Linked DNA regions of Zea mays: all the other regions are linked to region 2. A link is a contact called in public Hi-C data. All regions are on one chromosome and are shown on one strand. Each heading gives the region's core, a stretch centred on a gene start, on an enhancer-like site or on the middle of the called end of the contact. The rest is flanking DNA. Distances are from core to core; before and after follow the strand shown.

The links. A called contact is a pair of places that touch in the nucleus more often than the background predicts.
Region 1: a Hi-C map of endosperm shows a contact between it and region 2, with 2.4 times the contacts expected there. The contact joins the promoter of LOC100382707 here to the promoter of LOC103652960 in region 2. A contact is called at or near these places in 7 of 25 Hi-C or Micro-C datasets (ear, endosperm, leaf and 2 more).
Region 3: a Hi-C map of tassel shows a contact between it and region 2, with 5 times the contacts expected there. The contact joins the promoter of LOC100216716 here to the promoter of LOC103652960 in region 2. A contact is called at or near these places in 4 of 25 Hi-C or Micro-C datasets (bundle sheath, ear, leaf and 1 more).

What each region holds. Positions count from the first base shown.
Region 1 is chr4:25,520,705-25,523,404 of Zm-B73-REFERENCE-NAM-5.0, reverse strand. It overlaps LOC100382707, which reads right to left and starts at 1,315. Exons shown (of 9, transcript NM_001175430.1): 1 at 1,011-1,315; 2 at 764-813. The coding sequence starts at 1,178.
Region 2 is chr4:25,334,064-25,336,834 of Zm-B73-REFERENCE-NAM-5.0, reverse strand. It overlaps LOC103652960 (transcription factor SCREAM2), which reads right to left and starts at 1,492. Exons shown (of 4, transcript XM_008679944.4): 1 at 304-1,492. The coding sequence starts at 1,371.
Region 3 is chr4:25,081,747-25,084,716 of Zm-B73-REFERENCE-NAM-5.0, reverse strand. LOC100216716 reads left to right here and starts at 1,590. Exons shown (of 1, transcript NM_001143121.1): 1 at 1,590-2,970. The coding sequence starts at 1,606. It overlaps LOC103652958 (receptor kinase-like protein Xa21), which reads left to right. Exons shown (of 3, transcript XM_008679942.3): 2 at 1-578; 3 at 662-1,262. The coding sequence ends at 1,053.

The DNA.
Region 1 (2,700 bases), core at 66-2,565, 190 kb before region 2:
ACCGCGTATAGTATGAGCTGATTGCCTGGGCGCTCACATGGTAGGCTAGCGCATGCATCGCTGATTACCTCAGCTCGCATGGTAGTCTAGCGCATGCAGGCTCGCCGGCCATCTGTTTCCTTAAGCCGGCTGAGCCTAGCCTATTTATATGTAATCATATTCACGATTCAATGAAGCAGTGCTTACCCCAAAATCCTCTTTCATTCTGTGTGATGCTTTAATTAAAAAAATCAGTTGACACAGACACCAGCTAGAAAGTACAGAAGTAAATCATTTAGAAAGAATGGCTGACCTCAACTGAATACTATATCAATTGATACTACAAGATGATCCCAGAACACGTTTATATTCAAAGGCCAACAAAGAAGAGACCAAATCAAAAAACAGTTTGCAGTGTTCATGCCAAGTGTGATAAGTACTGCATTTTCAAATCATTTTAGAGGTATCTAGCAACTTGTAAAAACACACTCATGACCACCAAAGCCAAATTATCACAAACCATGGTCAGCAACTTTTATGCTTATCGACAATGTGAATTGCAGTGATCAACTCAGAAAGTTTGCACGGAATATTCGGCTGATGTGCTTGTGCTGTTGTGCATATACCTCCCTCCCAAAACAAGCCTACGATTAGTTCATAAATGCCACCAGACTACCAGACCCACGACCACGACATTAAGCCTAATCAAATGGACAGTAGAAACACTAGTATCGGAAGAAAAAAAGAAGAAGAATGCCGTGCTCTGTTAGAATAAAATTCTAACCTCAAATTGAAGAAGTTGTCAGGATCCTTCCTCGCCTGCTCCCTCGAGAACTGTACATCAGTAAACGCATCAAGTAACAAACATTTATTTCCTCTACGTTCAAAAAAAGACGCCGCCGCTTCGGGATTTTTCTCCTCGCAGCAAAAAAAAAGGGGAGGGGAGGGGGATTTTCTGACGAATTCTCAGTGCGGTCGCATCGGAATGCCCCGGGAACCAAACGCAGCTCCAGGGAGGCAGCAGGGGTCACCTTTTCTCCGGAGAGCGCGTCGGCGACGGCTCGCGCGTGGTCCCATCGGGTAGTGGAGCGGCGCAGGCGGCGGAGCAGCAGGACGCCGCCGACAACCACGAGCGCCTTCAGCACCGCGCCCCGCACCGCCCCTCCTCCGCCTCCTGTGTCCTCCTCGCCGGAGCCCATCGCTGGGGGTCCTTCCACGGCGGCCTCGCGAGGGCCCGGCCGAGACTGTGTGGGGATTGACTGGGGAGGAGGGAGAGGAGCCGGGGAGGAAATTCGCGGTTTGTGGAGGGTGTCAGCGGTAAATTGGGGAAATGGCGATGTATTTTCTGTGGATCGCGGAAGCTGTGGGCAACCCAAACTAATGGCGGAGGAAATCCCAAATTCCGTTAGGTGCCCTTCTCAGTTTGGCCTTTTGGCGCATGTCGGTATTCCTGCCCATTGCGATTTGATGCAAAATATTTTTAGAGTTTTAGAAAAAATAAAACTCCCTCTGTTTTAAAATTTATATATATATATATATATATATATATATATATATATATTTAAATAAATGAATATGAACCTAAACACATATATAAAACACATACACAATATTGTATGGACTTATTAATTAACTAAAACGAATTTTAATTTAGGACGGATGGAGCATGGTTTTAAGAAATACTTTAGTCTTTAGAGTTATATGAGGTGGTTAGATGCAAACAATTTTATAATGTTGAATACCATGATATTGGTAAATATATAGCCTTTTTGAGTTTTACTAAAAACTCTACTCTAAACCTTTTTTAACCATTGTTTTGCAAATGGATGAGTTTTCGAACTGTAGTTTATTGATACCACAGCTTCTTATGCTATTGCTATAACATCGAAATAAGGTCTGGTTTGTTTTTTTATGAAAATTTTAGGTCATGCTTGTTTAGACATAAATTTTTAACTAGCTATCTGTCTCCAAAAGAATATAGAGAACCTACACCTCTACCCCTCCAAATAATATATCAACCCACTTTACTATTGAAATAGTTTTTGAAAGATAGACAAAAAATATACTTCTCTTTTCATAGACCATCAACTTATTTATATACACCCAATCAGAGATGGCAACGACTATATACCCGTTGGATAGTAGCATTTCATACTCATACACATCACCAAAAAAAACATATCCATCGTGTTACCCATATACGCTCGCGGGTATAAAATCTTACCCATACTCGTACCCGCGTGGGTAATTTTACGTGTCGGGTAACCCATACTCTCTAAGAAGATCTCAAATTATAATATTCCGATCACACAAAATGTCAAATAAATACACAAAAACAAGTTTAACTTGAAATATAACAAACCATGTGGTTACATAACTTGATAGTTAAAAAAGCAATAGCTATAGATGGGTTTTATTTTAGCTAAGATGGATTTTATTAGATAATAATAGGGTATGATATGGGTAAATTTTACCCGCAGGTATGAGGGTAGAGGTTGTTGTCCATTAACGTACCCACGGGTATATAAATCATCTCATATCCACCTACATATCAGTGTTAGGTATTCGAGTTTCGGTACTCATTGCCGTCTTTACACCCAATAATTCGATGGGAACGTATTGTAGAGCCTCCTTGCTTGTATGAGTATTTTAAATCTAATGCTTTTGCGAGCAATCCAACGGTAATCACTAATTTTTCTCTTACCCTCTTCCACCTTAGTT
Region 2 (2,771 bases), core at 243-2,742:
GAGCCTCGATGCTAACCACAGAGTTCTTCTTATACCAAAAAAAAAAAATCACATTGCATCTACAATTCTATGGGAGAAACTGCATCTTATATGCGCGCCATCTCCACAAACAGTTTACTGCACCATGAAGCACACTAGCTTCACATAATTAATTCCATGAAACATATACCGATAACCAATATAAGCATATACATAGTAATGCTAGTTGCTAATTGCTACCGAAAACGCGGAGAATTCATCTAAATTACGAGCTACAATTCGTAGTAACTGATTAACACATAGATGCAAAGGTACAATTCTTACCTTGCTGATCTTGGGCACGACGGACCGGAGCATGTAGAGCCGGTCATTAAGCTTCTTCCGGCGACGGCGCTCTGCCATGAGGTTCTTGGCCGGCAACCCCTTCCTCTTACCCTTCCCGTCGCCCGTGGCGCCGCCAGTCACCGTGCTGTTGGCGTTGGAGTCCTTGCCGTCCTTCTTCCCACTGTCCTCAACGCCCCTGGCGTCCTCCGAGTCGTAGTTGAGCCCGGACGCGTCGATGCTCCCGCCGTCGTCGTCGTCGGCGTCGTCCAGCACCGTGTCACCGCCGCCGCCCGAGGAAGCCCCCGCGGCCGCGGCGACGGCCTCCACCTTGCGCTTCTTGTCGTCGTCCTCCTCGCCGGCGTTGCGGCGGAGCGCGCGCTTCTGGAACAGCGTCGGCTGCGCGCCCACGGGCGGGAAGATCTCCAGCGGGCGGAGCACGGCGGCCTTCCCGCGCCCAGAGAAGGGCGCCGTCAGTGACACCGAGGCAGGAGGAGGGGGCGCCGCGGAGGAGGAGCCGGCGCCGCTGTTGAACATGTCGAACCCGCCGAGCCCGCCAAAGTCCGGCATTTGCGCCGGCGCTGTACCGAAGCCGCCGAACGAGCCGAGGAAGCCGCCGGCGTTCCCTGCCGGTACCAGGGAAAAGGACGCGGAATTCGACGCATTCCCCGCGCCGGCAAACGGGACCAGGTCGCCACCGCCTCCGCCGCCGAGGCCGAGGTCGAACCCATGGACGTCGAACGTCGCGGCGCCGCCGACGTTGAAGAGCGAGAACATCTGCGACCCGGCGTCGGGCGCTGGGCCCGGCGGTGCCAGGAGCAGCTGCCCCTGAGCGCCGGCGGCGGCGGCCGCAGCCACGGGGTCGAAGTACCAGTCGTCGTCGAGCACCGCTGGCGAGCTGAAAATACCGCCGGCCCCCATGGCGGCGGCGGAGGCCAGGGCCAGGAGGTTCTGTTCATCGTGCCCCTGCCCCGGCCCCAACCCCATGGGCGTCGGCGGCGGCGCGTGGTGCTGCTGCTGGTCGTCGACGTCCTCCGGTACCCAGAGCGGGTTGCCGAACGGCGGGAGCATGACAGCGCCGCGCGAGGCGTCGTCCTGGTTTTGTTGGGGTAGCAGAGGTGCAGAGGACAGCGGGCGGACCAGCGGAGTGGTCTGAGTTCTCTCTGGCAGAGCAGTGCGCCAGGGCCTGTATATGTATGGAGCCGAAGTACTGTGTACTGGCACTGGGGGAGACTGGACAAGCATGAAATGGCAAAACTGCCCTTGAGGCTGGCAGCTAGAACTAGAAATGGCAATGGGTAAGCACGAATCGATACTCGATGGATATTTACTCCATTAGAATATATATACGGACTAAATATTTTACTCATGTGTTCCTTATTGAGAAAAACATTCAACCAATGAGTAAACTAGTATTAGAACATTCCACACTCACCCATTCTCGTTAACTCATGGGTATAAATACCCAGTATAAAAGCGTGAACTTGGCTTTGATCGTCCATCTATTTTGACTATTTAACAATTTTTTTGGTGATAATGTCATAGAAGGCTTAATAACTATTCGATGACATACATGGAACATGTAAGGCCCTGTTTGGGAACAAAGTTTTTGAAAACCACAGTTTTTGAAATACTACAATATACTTTAGTCATGACAATACCGCAGTTTACAATACCACAATTTTAGAAACTGAGGTCCAGACCTAAGTTTAGAATACCTTAAAACAACTATAGTATTCGCAATACTTCATTTTTGAAAACAGAGATTTTAGCGAGCTTGCCAAACACCATTCTGTATATAATACTGCAGTATTTGAGAATACTGCAGTATTCTTCCAAAACTGTGAAAAACTTCACTCCCAAACACCCCCTAATATGTTATCTGGTACTACTATCCTAGTGTTGCTACTCTATCCAATTATCCATGGTTTTGTTGAATGAATGATTGAATGATGCTCGAAATTTTATAATGATATTTAAAGTGATATACTTGACGTTTGTATAATGTATTATTCTGATAGATGTTTAATCTTTGTAGGTACGAATGATCCGACGGGTGACCTATACCCATATGGGTACGAGTATGGAGTAAATCTATACCCACCAGGGATATGAGTGAGCTGATAAAGTTATTTTTTTTGTCATAGGAAATAGTAATATTCGTTGGATATTTAACTATTGGCATCTTTAACCGGAGGAGCAAGTGCTCTATTCTTTTAGGGCGTCTTTGCTTCGCGGCTTCGAGAACAAGTAAACATACCCCTAGCCCCCTACTCTAGACAAAGTTGGTGGGCACTAGGATAGAAATTAATAACGCCAGCTTGTATAGACGTCATACTGATAAAGTAATATTAAAGTTGTGATAAATAATACAGAGAAAACATAAACAGATTTTATTAAAAATATAATATTTCAAAAAATCGCTTAGCTATGTATCTATATCTTTAGACGTAAAGTATCAGTTACTTGTT
Region 3 (2,970 bases), core at 341-2,840, 250 kb after region 2:
CTTTTCTGATGGCAATTTGATTGGGAGAGGAAGATACGGGTCCGTATATAAGGGCACACTGTCGCTGACAAACGTAGAAACTCAAGTAGCTGTTAAGGTTTTTGATCTGCAGCAGTCAGGTTCCTCCAAAAGCTTTGTGGTCGAGTGTGAAGCTCTTAGGAAGATCCGCCACCGCAACTTGATCAGCGTCATAACCTGCTGCTCTAGCACTGACTCGGAGCAGAATAATTTCAAAGCCATCGTGTTCGAGTTCATGCCGAACCAGAGCCTTGACAAGTGGCTACATGACCTTGATCCTGATTCAGATGCGTCCGGACGTGTACCAGGCCTGACGCTACTGCAGAGATTGAACATTGCTGTCAATGTCGCCGACGCTATGGACTATTTGCATAACAACTGCGAGCCCCCAATAGTCCACTGCGACCTGAAGCCGGGCAACGTTCTTCTTAACGCGGACTTTGTTGCCTGTGTTGGAGACTTCGGCATTGCAAAGATTCTTTCAGATTCAGATGGTGATCCTGTGACCAATTCGAGTACCTTCACCGGAATAAGAGGAACAGTTGGATATGTGCCTCCAGGTAACTGAAAATATGTAGCTGTATCCTTCTCTTACTGGTTGAGCATATTGACATTTTTTCTTCTTCTTGTTCTTGCACTTCAGAATACGGGGAGTGCCGCCAGGTCTCCTCGTGCGGAGATGTCTTCAGCTTTGGAGTCACGCTCCTTGAGATGTTCACAGGGAAGGCCCCCACCGACGCCATGTTTGAGGACGGATTGACCTTACAGGGCTTCGTGGAGATAGCGTTTCCAGAGAAGCTGATGGACATCGTTGATCCAGTACTGCTGTCCACTGATGAGAGGTTCGCAAGAAAGCCGCGACACAGAAGCGTTGGAGGGGAAGAGATTGAGAACGCCATAGCTTCTGTCACTAAGCTCGCGCTGTCCTGCACCAAGCTAACACCATCAGAGAGAAAGCCCATGGGTGATGCCGCAGCCGAGATGCGCAAGATAAGGGACTGCTATCTCGCAGACCTAACAAGGGCAAACAATTAAGTGATCATATATGTAACTGATAGGGGACAAGTTTTGCACTCTATTTATGTATTTTAGACATACAGTATGCTGCTGAACTGGCTTGGTGCCCTGCCCCCAGCATTGCCGAGACTATTTTGTTTTCATTAGAACTTTGGTTTCATTGCAGCTATGTATTTGTGTCTTTATTGAAATGAAGAAAATGCATGGAACTGCGGTCTGGAGGCGTATACTTCCCGTTTCCTGTCTTTTTGTGTCCTCCAACAGGCAATGAGTGGTGGACAACATCCAGCTGAAATGACTGGTTCCGACCACGCTGAGTGTCACCGTCGCAGTGATTTCATTTGCATGTCCTCCAACACTCGCCGTACGTTACGCTTACACATTTATCATCCTTGATTCATGTCCACGTCATACATGGCTCACTAGAATATACCAACGCCTGTACAGACTGTACCGTATGTGCTCTATAGAATAGAACTGTGAGAAAGCCACGTCAGTTCTAGTGCCATGGCTGCAGCAGCGCCGCACTTCGTGCTCGTGCCGATGCTGGCGCAGGGCCACTTGCTCCCCATGCTGGACCTGGCGCGCCTCATCGCCAGCCACGGCGCTCGTGCCACGGTGGTGCTGACGCCCATCAACGCCGCGCGCAACAGGGCCTTCCTGGAGCAGGCCGCGCGGGCGGGGCTCACCATCAACTTCGCCGAGCTCGCGTTCCCGGGGCCAGCGCTCGGCCTCGCCGCGGGCTGCGAGAGGGTCGACATGCTGGACGACATCTCCCTCATCATCCCGTTCTACGATGCCGTGTGGCTGCTCGCCGAGCCGCTCGAGGCGTACCTCCGCTCGCTGCCCCGGCTGCCGGACTGCCTCGTCTCCGACTCGTGCATGCCGTGGACTGCCAGCGTCACGCGGCGGCACGGCATCCTTCGGTTCGTGGTCCATTTCCCGTCCGCGTTCTACATCCTCGCCGCGCACATCCTCGAAAAGCGCGGCCTCTACGACCGCGCCGACGACGACGACGACTTCGAACCGTTCGAGGTGCCGGAGTTCCCCGTACGCGCCGTGGTGAGCAGGGCGACGGCGCAAGGGCTCTTCCAGTGGCCTGCAGGCATGGAGAGGTTCCGGCGTGACACGCTCGATGCCGAGGCCACCGCCGACGGGATACTGTTCAACACGTGCGCCGCCCTGGAGGGCGCGTTCGTGGAGCGCCTCGCTTCGGAGCTCGGCAAGAAGATTTGGGTGGTCGGGCCGCTGTGCCTCCTCAGTTCCGACTCCGACGCCGGCGCGATGGCCGGGAGAGGCAACCGCGCGGCGGTGGACGCCGACCGAATCGTGTCCTGGCTTGACGCGCGGCCGGCGGCGTCCGTGCTCTACATCAGCTTCGGTAGCATCGCCCGTCTGTTCCCGGCTCAGGTCGCCGAGCTCGCCGCCGGACTGGAGGCGTCGCGCCGGCCGTTCATCTGGTCGGCCAAGGAGACGGCGCCCGCCCTCGACGCGGAGTTCGAGGAGCGCGTGAAGGACCGGGGCCTCGTCGTCCGTGGGTGGGCGCCGCAGATGACCATCCTGTCGCACCCTGCCGCGGGCGGCTTCCTGACGCACTGCGGCTGGAACTCCATCCTGGAGAGCCTCTGCTACGGCGTGCCGCTCATGACCTGGCCGCAGTTCGTCGACCAGTTCCTGAACGAGGCGTTGATCGTGGACGTGCTCGGCACCGGCGTCCGCTCCGGCGCCAAGGTGCCGGCGACGCACGTGACGGTCGTTAAGCCAGGGGAGGTGCTGGAGGTGCAGGTCTGGAGGGACGGCGTCGACAGGGCGGTCACCGACCTCATGGACGAGGGCCCCGCGGGCGCGGCGAGGCGGGCGAGGGCCAAGGAGCTCGGGCAACAGATGAGGGCCGCAATGGCGAAGGGTGGGTCGTCGGACACCGATGTGAGGGAC